Linked DNA regions of Triticum aestivum: region 2 is linked to region 1. Evidence: chromatin contacts called from public Hi-C data. All regions are on one chromosome and are shown on one strand. The core of a region is the stretch at or near the end of the contact, and the rest is flanking DNA. Distances in the headings are between cores, read along the strand shown.

Evidence for each region. A called contact is a pair of places that touch in the nucleus more often than the background predicts.
Region 2: a contact with region 1 is called in a Hi-C map of leaf, with 4 times the contacts expected there. The contact joins the promoter of LOC123157394 here to the enhancer-like site in region 1. A contact is called at or near these places in 3 of 5 Hi-C or Micro-C datasets (all in leaf).

Annotation. Positions count from the first base shown.
Region 1 is chr7B:487,731,385-487,737,160 of IWGSC CS RefSeq v2.1, reverse strand. No RefSeq gene overlaps it. Among protein-coding and RNA genes, the nearest start is that of LOC123159337, 200 kb to the left of the region's middle. Within about 2 kb of position 3,125, at least 1 of the 8 cell types and tissues checked has an H3K27ac peak or open chromatin away from gene starts, as enhancers often do. A contact at or near this core is called in leaf, where this site is marked.
Region 2 is chr7B:488,452,045-488,458,361 of IWGSC CS RefSeq v2.1, reverse strand. It overlaps LOC123157394 (probable inactive leucine-rich repeat receptor kinase XIAO), which reads right to left and starts at 2,718. Exons shown (of 1, transcript XM_044575670.1): 1 at 981-2,718. The coding sequence starts at 2,444. The coding sequence ends at 1,242.

The sequences.
Region 1 (5,776 bases), core at 1,876-4,375:
CCATGTTGTCGGAGCCGGACATGGAGATAGTCGACATATCCGACGATGAGTAGCTAGATAATCGACGTTGTACGTAGGTTTATTTTGTTTGCAAGTCCTTATATGGATTTAAGAATCTAATATGAGATGTCGAATGCAACTCATGAGATTTAAGACGAGCACGGTTAGTGGGTCGGACCGGATGTGTCTGTGGACGTTTAAGAGATCATATTTGACATAGCCAGCTGTAGATGCTCTTACATACCTTTGTTTACAAACTCACTCCTTTGGTTCATATCAACCAACGTCACAGCTGGCACGCGTGTTGCCCAATATGCCCATTCGACGTCCGTCCGCGAGTTTGAGCGAAAAGTCAGGGAGGACTTTTGCATCATGTTAGGCTGATCAATACCATAACCGTGAGTACGTAGCAGCCATGCGTAAATAAAATAAGCTTTGACTTTGCCCTTCTGCAAACGCATCACAAGAAGGCCGCAGCAAATAAACTAGGCAAGTTTGCATGTGAGGGGCTGGGCAGCTGTGTATATATTGGCGCGACACTCAGATCCCTACTCCCTTCGTTCCTAAATATAAATCCCTTTAAAGATTCTATAATAAACTATATACGGTGTCAAATGAGTGAATCTATACTCTAAAATATATCTATGTACATCCGTATATACATTATTTAAAAACGACTACAATTCTTGTGTTGAGTATGTAAAGGTAGACTAAAAGCATCTACAACCGGACGCCTCAAACCATCCCTCATACACCCGCGAACGCGCCCGGTCAACGATCAGACAGGAGAGAGAAGGAAAAACGTGACCCAACCGGACCCCTGATATCATCCATATATGCCCGGGCTGTCCACGAACCCGCATATACATCTCAAATATGAGGAGGATATGAGGGCTCGCGGACGCGCCCGGGCATTCCGCCACGTAGGATGCGACCCTATCCCGAACCACCTTTTCTTTTTCTTTATTCATTCTTTTATTTATTTCTTTTCATCTTCACCAATCACGTGCAAGTGACAGGCATATGAGAAGAAAAATGAGGAGTATGCCTGCGCAGGCGGATAAATGAAGGCTCAAACCGGACACATCTAATCACTGACCGGACGCGTCCACGGACGTTTAAAAGATTATATTTGCTATGTCCTGCTTTAGATGCTCTAATATGTTTCTTGACTTACAAAGACTTCTGGACTTGAATAGTTTGAATGGCACATGCATACCTGTCAAGCCAGTCTAGTCGCTAAACGTCGCTGCCATGCGCAGATGGACGCGTGTTATACCGAAACCCAGAATATGTATGGATGGCTAGTTGCTCTAAAAGATAGGTCAGCGACGTAAAAGATATGTAGGAGAAAATTTTATTTCTTGGTGTACTTAGCCTAATTCTGTTTCAAGTAAACATTACACTTCTATATAGTAGTTCACTTTTCATTCAAAAATACTTATCAAAGAAATGGATGATATAGACATAGTTTAGTTCTAGCTGCATCCAATTCTATCAATTTCTTCGACAAGTATTTTTCAGATGGAGGAAGTATGAGTTTGCATGCATGGAGTTTTACACGCTATATGATGGTAAAAACTGCAGACAAAAGGTGAGCCTATAATCAGTTGAACTTTCTTCGACGGTATTAATCCTCCTTTGAGTGTATGTTGGAATTTTAGTTCTAGTTGCATCCAATTCTATCAATTTCTTCGATAAGTATTTTTCAGACGGAGGAAGTATGGGTTTGCATGCATGGAGTTTTACACACTATATGATGGTAAAAACTGCAGACAAAAAGTGAGCCTATAATCAGTTGAACTTTCTTTGACGGTATTAATCCTCCTTTGAGTGTATGTTGGAATTTTAGTTCTAGCTGCATCCAATTCTATCAATTTCTTCGACAAGTATTTTTCAGACGGAGGAAGTATGAGTTTGCATGCACGGAGTTTTACACACTATATGATAGTAAAAACTGCAGACAAAAAGTGAGCCTATAATCAGTTCAACTTTCTTGGACGGTATTAATCCTCCTTTGAGTGTACGTTGGAAATTTCGCACAGTATTTTTTTTAAGAGCTGACTTTCCAGGGCGTGTTCGGTGACGGCTAAGACTTGTTGTTAAGTGAGCATAACATGCCCACAATTGCCGTCAGAAACTCCGGTGTTCCAGAGGGTCATTGACTTATCCAGTACTCCCTCCATCCGAAAATATTTATCATCAAAATGGATGAAAAGGGATGCATCTAGAACTGAAATACATCTAGATATATCCGGTTTTATTCCTTTTTAGACAAGTATTTTCGAACGGAGGGATTATGATGGAGCAACGGCTAGGTCTCTAACGGTTTATATATGACAAAACAAAGAACAAAAGAAATCTACTAACACATAATTAGTGAATTAAAGCCGTCATAAAAAATATTACCCCCTTCTATCCATATTATTTGTCGCTGCTGACAGATTTCAAAATAGAATAGACGTACGTATGTGAGTTGAGTGGTTAGGTACATAGGCAGCCACACAATGTTTTTGTGCATCGGGTGGTACAGACGCCGGGGGGTAAACTTTCTTTTTCATCAACAAATAGAAAACGTAGAAACCCACAAATACCATGTGTGAGCAGAACGGCGCGTGTCATGGCTGAATTTGCACCCGTAGGCGGTGGTCATGCATGCAGCGGTGGTGCAGGGGTTCATGCACCAGTCGATGTTCTCACGAGCCATGTTTTCGCATGGACAGGAGCACTCTATGCAACATGCATGTAGGGATTTTTTGTGTGTGGATATATGATCCGCAAGGTGTCATTGGTGAAGCCAAGTTATCAAGGTCGCTCGTGCTCTGAGTTTTGACTGGAACCTCTCCGCCGACTGCCGGCCGGTAGGATACGAAATTGCATTCGTCGACCGAATCCATGCAAGGGCCGCGTGAGCCTACCACCTGGCATCCATGTACGTACCTCGAACGGCCGGTCGATTTGGCGAGAGGCGTGGACGGTGAAAACACGCGTGCGTGACAGAGAGAGCGCGCGCGCGACGGCTGTCGAAATCGCTCTTGACTGCACGCGAACGCACGTACGTACGTAGCGTAGACTGTAGCACAGGTCATGACCGGAGCATGCGCTGCACGGCGAGCGTACCTGACACGTGCTGCGTTTTTAGGCTTTCTTCTTATCCGGTTATCCGTTATCCCGACTAGCTGAAAGCCTAACATGTATGTTGACCGCAGGTCGTACGTAGATCCACCTGTACAGAGAAGATGTTCGAACTCTATGCGCGTATGCAGGCAGCTTCACCGCACGAGTCACTCGATGGTTGCTGACCGGCCGTTGCGCGCGGGTTCCTCCTGTGGTCATGCGAGGAAGTTACGTGCGTGTGCATGGGGATGCGGTGCGCTAGGAGGCCAGCTGGTCCGGCTGGGCGGTCGGTCGGATAGAGAGTTCCGACGCCTTTCGGTTCGGAGATCACGCGGAGACTTGACTCAGGTCGACCCTCGGCTCGGTCGAGATTCGAGCGTGCGTGCCATGGCCGTACATATCCGACACTGAGATCGAAAGCGCGCACTCGATGGATTTGCCTTTCGCGGGTATCACATATCCTGCTGGTTAATTAAGTAATCAGTTAATCAGTTAGGCATGCTAATCTGCGGCTTATACCCTTCTTCACTCAGGGTGCAACGAGTCGTCACCCGCCTAACTCTGGAGCCGCGTGATTGCGCATGCATGCACTCGTGCAGCACGTCTTCACCTCACCACGCCTGACATGCATGTCGCCGGTCGGGGCGATACGAGTCATGGCTAGCCACCGGGTCAGATGGTCATACGATCGATCACGTACGTGTGGCCGCGCCTGCGAATGCACGTGTTGAGTGGAGATGGGAATCATGCACGTTCGATCCACTTCCACGGGATCGAGAGGGAGAGGATTTTACTTCAGTGCGGCCACACACGCAAAAGCAAAGCTACTGGCGGACCATGAAAAATGAAGCACGCCTAGCTCACATACGTACGTAAGAGTATCTGCGACCGGGTGCCTTAAACCCTCCTCTTACGCCCGGACGGACGGTCTGGGCACAAAAAAATTGACCCGGTCAAACGCTTCAAATCCTCCTTAACGCCCGGACTGACCTACACCCTCGTATATCCGGCTCAAATATGGGACGGATTAGGACGAGGCCAGAAGCGTCCGTCACGCCAGACCCGGCGCACACTGACCCACCCGACCCCACATATAATCCTCCCCATTGGCTCCCCGGACCAATCACTAATAACCACACCACTCCACTTCCCTTCGCTCCACTCCGCCCCAAGCTTCCATCGGGCGATTTTCGGTCTTCTCCAGCATGGCGGGCTACAGATCCGAGTCCTACACCCCTAGATCCGTCGATCCCGAGCTCATCACATGCGGCCCCGAGAAGGAGATGACCTTTTCAGCTTGCGCTCCGCCGCTCCCATGAAGAGGCCGCCTGACGGGTGTTCGGACTCCTTCCGTCAAGAATCCATTGCGTCCGCCCAAATGGCGCATGGATCCGCCGCTGGGTGTGCCATTGCTGACTCATCGGGGGCTCGTGCGGTCCATCTGGCGTCCCAATGCGGTGGCGGATGCGCAAACTCTCCGTTAGCGCACCGAGGCGGAGGACGCGTCATGGGCGTCGTCCGACGCAAACGTGGTGCGGCATGCCCGCCATGCGAGGCAGCGGGCGCTAGAGGCGGCGGCAGGCCACGCGGCGGTGGACGTTGGCGAGGCTGAATCGCATTCTCCGGCGCTCCGTATGGTGCACCAGTCCGGGCAACGCAACCGCGTCGTCGTGGATGTTGCAGACTCATCCCAGAACGGATCCATCATCGATCTGACGTCCACCGGCAATGTCAGGGTCTCAGACTTCGATGAGGAAGAGTAGAGCATGGAAAACGGCGGTGCCTTAAGTCCCGTGAGCCGGCTCGTGTCCCATGTCCTACTCTACCTCACCGGCGACCGGGCCAACACTTTGGGGAGTGCAGCCGGCCGCCAGACATGCGCACGGCGAAGCCGGACGAGCTCCGCTTAAAGATCGGTTTATGTTGCAAGTAATGATATAGATTTGAGATTTCTAATTTAAGGTATTCAGCTATAGAATGAAATATTTAAAGCGTGATCGGTCACTGTCTGCGAACGTTCGAACGTGTCCGCGGGCGTTTGAAAGGTCAGATTTACAAAGTCCGGTTGTACATGCTCTAACATCTCTTGATGGAAGAGTGGATCGATGCATGCATAATTCTACTAGTATCCGTCTTAAATAAAGCCATACATATTTGAAGTTTGTATTTCTATTTCTTCTATCGACCTACGTGTTTGTTTTTCGTTTCTTTTGAGGAAAAAGAAAAGTAGGAAAGAAAACGACACGGAGCTTCTTGCACTATCGCACCGGCCAAATGATTTGGGATTTCCCCATCCGGAGGTATCGATTCTGCTTGCGGACTGTGGACCATCATTCACGTGACTACATATACGATATGGCACCTGCAGTCTACTTGTAAAGCAACAACAACGACCATATACCTGATGCATTCAAATCCTTGTTGCAGACAACTTGTAAAGTTGCTGGTCGTGATTCGAGTATCAGAATTTCGTTCAGACCTACACACATTGGTAACTAAAGTTTCGGTCGATGAACCTCCACGTTATACATATCGGAAGTTTCTGCATTTGAGAAAACAAAGAAGAAAAGCACCGATCAATGAAGAACGTTCGTAAAATAAGATTTTGCGCCTACATAGACGAGCCAAGAGCATGCTTTTGACTTATAAAACACTCTTA
Region 2 (6,317 bases), core at 1,469-3,968, 720 kb before region 1:
TAGACGGCCAGCCATAGACTAGTGTAGTGTATCTGCACCATGGGAGTGGAGCTCTGCGCGACTGTACGTGCACATAGTTTTAACCTTTTAGTCAAAATATATATCCACAATGTAACCGTTTGTGTCTGGTTTGTATGAAATCTGTCATGTTTGTATGAAATCCGGTCGAGTTTGCATGAAATCCTGCACGAATTTCGTCCGATTGATTTGAGTTGTTGTGAAAATGTATGTGATTAGCGTTGGATGGCTGCCTTCCGCATCCGTATCCGCGGACAGGGATGCGGGAGGTTTTTTGTAGATTGTTGTTGGAGATACCGTAGATCATTCTGGTGAGTTCTTCTTCACTTCCCAAAGTGTTGTGCAAAGGAGAAAGGAGGGAAGAACAAGTGAAAAAGGGATGAGAGTTGTTGTTTAACTTGCCTGGCAATGTTCACATGAGAATATGCTTTGGTAGTGTTTCTGACCCAAGCCATCAAATTAGAGAAGAACAATACATCTGTGTGTTTTTCGTTTTTCTACTTCCAAACTACTCTCTCCGTCCCGGAAATACTTGTCATTTTAGGGCCGTGTTCGGCTCCTCTCCGCTCCCTCCACTCCGCTCCGAAGCGCACGAGCCTCTAGCTCATTTTTACGGAGCGGCCTAAATTGAGCACCACAACTCCGCGGAGTGGAAGCAGAGAGGATGGATTCCGAACACGGCCTAGATACATCCTTTCTTATCCATTTTGATGACAAACATTTTCGAACGGAGGAAATACCAACCACCCTGCACAACTAGGATTCGAGACCAAATGTAGCAAACCAGTTACTCCATTCATAAACCGCGTAGCACCCTACGTCCAATTGTGCTGAATTATTCTACAGTCCTGCAATGTACAGAATAATACCCCTCCGTATCGAAATTGCAGAGGAGTAGTACGTAGTTCACTAAGAATAATTGCAGAACAACTGGTACAATTACTAGTCAATACGAGATGCACTTTGTAACAATTCGAACCATTGAGCAACAAATCACTAGAGATAACATAGCAGGGCCGAACATTTCTGTGCACAAAGTTTCTCTACTGAAAGTCTGAAACACACCAGATCCACCTTACATGTGTAAAACTGACAAACTACGGCCGTATATCTAAAGGAAGATCACAAAATATACACCAAAAATTGTTTTTTCACCTGTGTCATGAGCTATGACACCATCATTACCCACTAAACCACCCCAGAAGCCTTAAACATTTCCTTCCTTACCCCCTCCTCCCGCCGCACTGAGCCGGCGGCCGGCGCCGGCCCCTGCCGCCCTTGGCGGGGCACGCGGCCACCACGGTTGGCGGCGGCGCAACACAGTTCCAGTGTGCACATACCGCTGCGTTCGACGGCACGCCGCGCATGCTGATGCCGGTCAGGAAGTTGTCTTGAAGGAAGAGCACCCGCATGCGCCCGCCCTCCGCCGCCGCCACAATCTCCGCCGGCACCGCGCCAGCAAACTTGTTCCCGTTCAGGTACACTGCGGCCGCGCTCGCCAGCTCCGCCGGCACCCGCCCGGATAGCGCGTTGTGGCTGAGGTCCACCGTGGCGCCCGAAGGCAACCTCCCCGCCGGCCGGAGCTCGCCAGAGAAGGCATTCTTGCGCAGCTGCAGGTACCCAATCCGGAACGAGAAAACTTCTCCGGGCACCTCGCCGGAGAACCAGTTCCCGCCGAGGTCAAGAAACGACAGCCTCGTCAGTCTGCGAAGGACGCCGCCCACGCGGCCGGAGAGCCTGTTCCCGGCGAGACTGAGGTACACGACCGTCATCGGGAGCGGCGGTACGCCGCCGGATAGGCGATTGTTCCTGAGGTCGAGGTGGACCAGCGGCGAACTCACAGTCTTGGGGATCTCGCCGGAGAGGGAGTTGTGGGAGAGGACGAGCGTTCGGAGACTCCTGATATGGAGCAGCGACGAGGGTATCCTGCCGGAGAAGGAGTTCTTGCTGAGATCAACCGTCCGAAGAGCAGGGGAGAATGCTCCGGGGAGGTTGCCGGAGATGAGGTTCCCAGACAAAGCGAGGAAGCGGAGCGACGGGAGCGCCGCGACGGCGGAGGATAACCCCCCGGATACGCGGCCGGGGACGAGCGAGAGCGAGCTAAGCGCGGAGAGACGCGCGAGCGCGGCAGAGGGGAATGCGCCCGAGAGGCCCGGTGCGCCGGCTCGCGGGTCCCCGAGGGCCAGCGTGACGACCCGGCCGTCGCCGGAGCAGGAGACCCCCGCGAAGCCGCAGGGGTCTCCGGTGAAGTCCCACGAAGCGAAGAAGCCGGAGCCCGGCAGGTCGGAGAGCGCGCGCCGGACGGCCTGCAGCGCCAGGTAGTCCACCGGATGCAGCGTCGCTGCCGCCGGCTGTACCGCAACCGCGAGAATGGCGGCAGCGAGGAGCAGCAAGACGACAGGGCGCCGCGTCATGCGCGCGGCCATTGGGCTCTCGAGGCGAGGCCGCGAGGCGGTGGTGTATCAGTAAGGAAAGCGTCGCTGCCGGAGAAGGAGTTCAGCGCGGCGTTGGGTGGTGAAGAACGCGCTGGGGATGGGGCTCTGCCTTGATAACCATGCGCGTGGTGAGGTGTGGCGGGTCCCACCCGACTGCATACTGTCGCTCACGGACAAGTGGGACACCCTGCTCGGTGGGCCCAATTGCCAGAGGTTAATTTTTGGAGTGCGGTGCGCTTTGAAAGCCGTGCTGCAGATGGAGGCAGGGGCGCAGAGCCATGGACGTCAATGGTGAGGAGTGAATAGCAAGAGAACAACCACATTTTAATTCGGGTCCTGGTCCTGATGATTGTCCAGCTTTCCTGGGGAGAAGAGAGGCAAAAGCCAAAAGGTGAGAGGATGCCATGCCGTTTATTTTCAGGAAGGAGAAAAGCGAGAGGATTTGGCACAGCATTTGGGATGAGCATCTATCTATCTCCACTGCGCTTGTTTGGTTGTGGTTTGTTTGTTCCTTCCTAATGATGGGTTGGAACAAGAGAGACAAAAAGTGCATTACTTGTCCCTGCTTTACTCTAATGTCCCAGCATCAGGTTAAGTAGAATAACCATGGCTCTTGGTTCACCACCTTTCTCATCTCCGTTCCCTAGATAGCATGGCCTGCTGCTAGCTTAGCTAGCTTCCAGTGCAGTGAACTCCAAGTGTGCATGACATGATGCTAAGTCCATGGGTGCTATGACAAATCACAAAGACTGAAGCCATACAGGTGCGTGCGTGAATGCAACCCCCGCATGTAATCCATCCAAATACAGAGATCAACAGTAGAATACATAATCCAACTCTAAAGCGTACAATTTGTAAATGTGAACACACAGACAGACTGTAAGTGCAGCTGCATGGTTCGGCCTTGATCTATGGCTGTTAGTACTGATATTGCCCGATCTCGACGCGGCTTCGGGTACGTTGTTGTTTCTTTTTTGCTTCGTTCGGCCATGCAGGCCGGGGACATGGTGCATAAATACTTGTCGCAAGAGGTGTCAATTTACTACAACGGCCAGCAGGTTAGCTGAAGGGCTCCTGCATCGAGGACGCCTCGCTGCTGGTTAGTGTACAGAAACTGTACGTGTCCCGCTGGATTTCAGTTTTCATGTAGGCAGCTCCAGATCGCGCGCGACACTAGTGTTGTATCTCAGGTCTGGTCTGTACAAAATCAGTAGCGCATTGGTGCGTGCATGCCTCTGAGCCGGCCGCTGCTGCATTGCATGCTCCCTTTAGTGAGCTCGTGAATGTGTCGATAAGGTTGACTTGGTAGCTCGCGCCCTCTTCGCCCCTGCGTCCCTCCTTGGGCGACTCGGGCGGCTCCAAAGTCCAAACCCTATACCGCCGACAGCCTCTCCCCTCCTCTCTCCTGACCTTGCTGCCACCGGGCTTGGTAAGCCCGCACAGAGCCGCGACATTATCGAACAGCCGCTTGTGATTGTTCGCTGGTCTCAATATCTCGATGTAATTTTTATTATGTTTGAGGTGTTTTATACTTTGGTGAACTTTGATAATAAATCTGACCAAATTCTAAAAAGTGCAGCTGACTTTTCAAGACATCGCGGACACACGCCCACGAGAGCCGTTCACTAGTAGAAAAAAGGGTACGAATCCCGGTTCCAGAGGGTCTTTAGTCCCGGTTCTGAAACCGGGGCAAATCAAACGGAAATAAAGCCCCAAACTTTTAGTCCCGGTTTGCTTACGAATCGGGACAGAAGGGGCTCCACGTGGCCGCCGCGGGGCGCCCAGGCAGGAGGACCTTTACTCCTGGTTGGTAACACCAACCGGGACCAAAAGGCAACAACGCGTCAGCAGCACGCACGCGTTGGATTTTCTTTTGAAGGGGGGGGGGGGTTCATAGTGTTAGCTAGCTAATAGAGAGAAGTGACCTCTCTTCCTCCGTGCTTGATCGACGCTAACTACTGTACGTATAGAGAGAACTCGACACGCTAGTTAGTAAGCAAATGAAGGAACCATTAATTACACAAGATCGTCATGAACATATACAGAGAGAAGTGACCTCTCTTTCTCCGAGTTTGGTCGAGCAACAAATTTCCGTATATATCTATCCAACACTACTACATATATACAATATAACATCTCTTACAATCCCTAACATCTAAAATCAATTTCAACTTCCACATGGCATTCTCCGCCTTTATGTATGGCGTGGTCAAGAAAGAATTCCGTCAATTCCCGTTGAATTGCTCGTATGCGATCATGTGGTAGGAATTAATCCCGCATCTGCCACAACTAATTTAAAGAAGGGGGTAAAAACATATATATGAATGAAACTCAACACAATTGATGGTAATAAAAACAAAATTGTGAATATTGTTTACGTACTTCATATTGTTTGTCAGAGTAGCCTCGCTCAGAGGTCGAGTGGCGGATGAACTCGTAAACGTAGTATCCACATAAATTATTCATGCCTTCCTGCCACAAGCACTTTACGAGAATAGAGTTCAATCAAACTGATAATGAAGCATGATAATGGTATTGTAATACTTACTTTGGGTTGTGTAAATCGCAGCTCCTTCTACAGACGCGGAACCATTCCGGTGAATTGTTTCTAAACCCTGCCAGGCAAAGGAAATGATTACTTAATATCAGCAAATGAATGAAAGTTACGATATGGTGCGATAATGATCGATTGAACTTACTTCTGGAGCATTGCAGTCATGTCCGCATACTCTTGGGGATCTTTACGTCTCGAGTCTAAGACAACTACTACTCCTCGGTCAAGCTTAATCTCTAGCAGAATAAAGTGAAAACTGCGCACGCATAACTCATCAATTACATTACTATAACCTTGAGTAAGCGAAACCGAATATGCACAAGATAGTAACACTCACTTGAAGTTGTAAGGAAAAAGTATTTCCCCTTTTTTTTTGATGTCGAAGTAACGATTGTAGCAAGTTGTCCTCAGTATATTTGACTCTCTTTTTAACCAACCATTCATTTACGGTATTTGGTTTAATGAACCCAATGTCATAGATTTGTCTTTTTTGCATTCGATGATCTTCAATCTGCATAATATAGTGAGGATAATTATATATACATGTAATGAAAGAGCTGAGCTATACAGACTTAATTACATAAGTATACTTACAGACAGTAGCAAGTCATGAGTTGTTTGTCGAGGGCGTCTTGATTGAATAACTGAAATAACTCCACAAATTCAATAGGCAATACCTCAACTCCAATGAGGCCGTGCTCATCTTTATTTCTCACCATCATACTATCCTTCCCAGACTTCCTGCAGGTATCCATCCACCATTCATGCAATCTTCGCATCATCGTTGTTAGAAGAGGATGATCAGGTTTGACAAGAGGCTTCCCGTATTCGTATCTAAAGATCTCTACTGCCTCTAACGTTTCAAACTCTACATCATTGCTCAGGTCATCACCAAGATTGGTACCGGGCAATAGTCCCGGATGATTAGCGACGATATCGCTAGACACCTTGAGCGGGGGACACGATTGCTTCGCCTGTTTGCCAAGATGGGGAATTGTTTTCTCACTTCTTTGTTGTGCTAATCTTGCATCACTGGAAGTACTTCCCGACCACTGCGCATCTTCATATGTATTTTTAATACAGCGGACATAGTTGGAATCCGGTGGAGGCGGTGGTGGTCGCTTTAGGGCATCAAGAGTGCGCTTCGCTTTCACCGGATCTACCATTTCCTTCAGAAGTGGAGGTTTCCGTACAAAATGGGCCTGCACTTCAGCTTACACGATTTCATTGGTTTTATGGTCAGTCCTCTCATATGGTAACTTTGGAAGAGGCTTCAGGCTTGGACCAAATCTGATTTTCTTCCCGCCTCT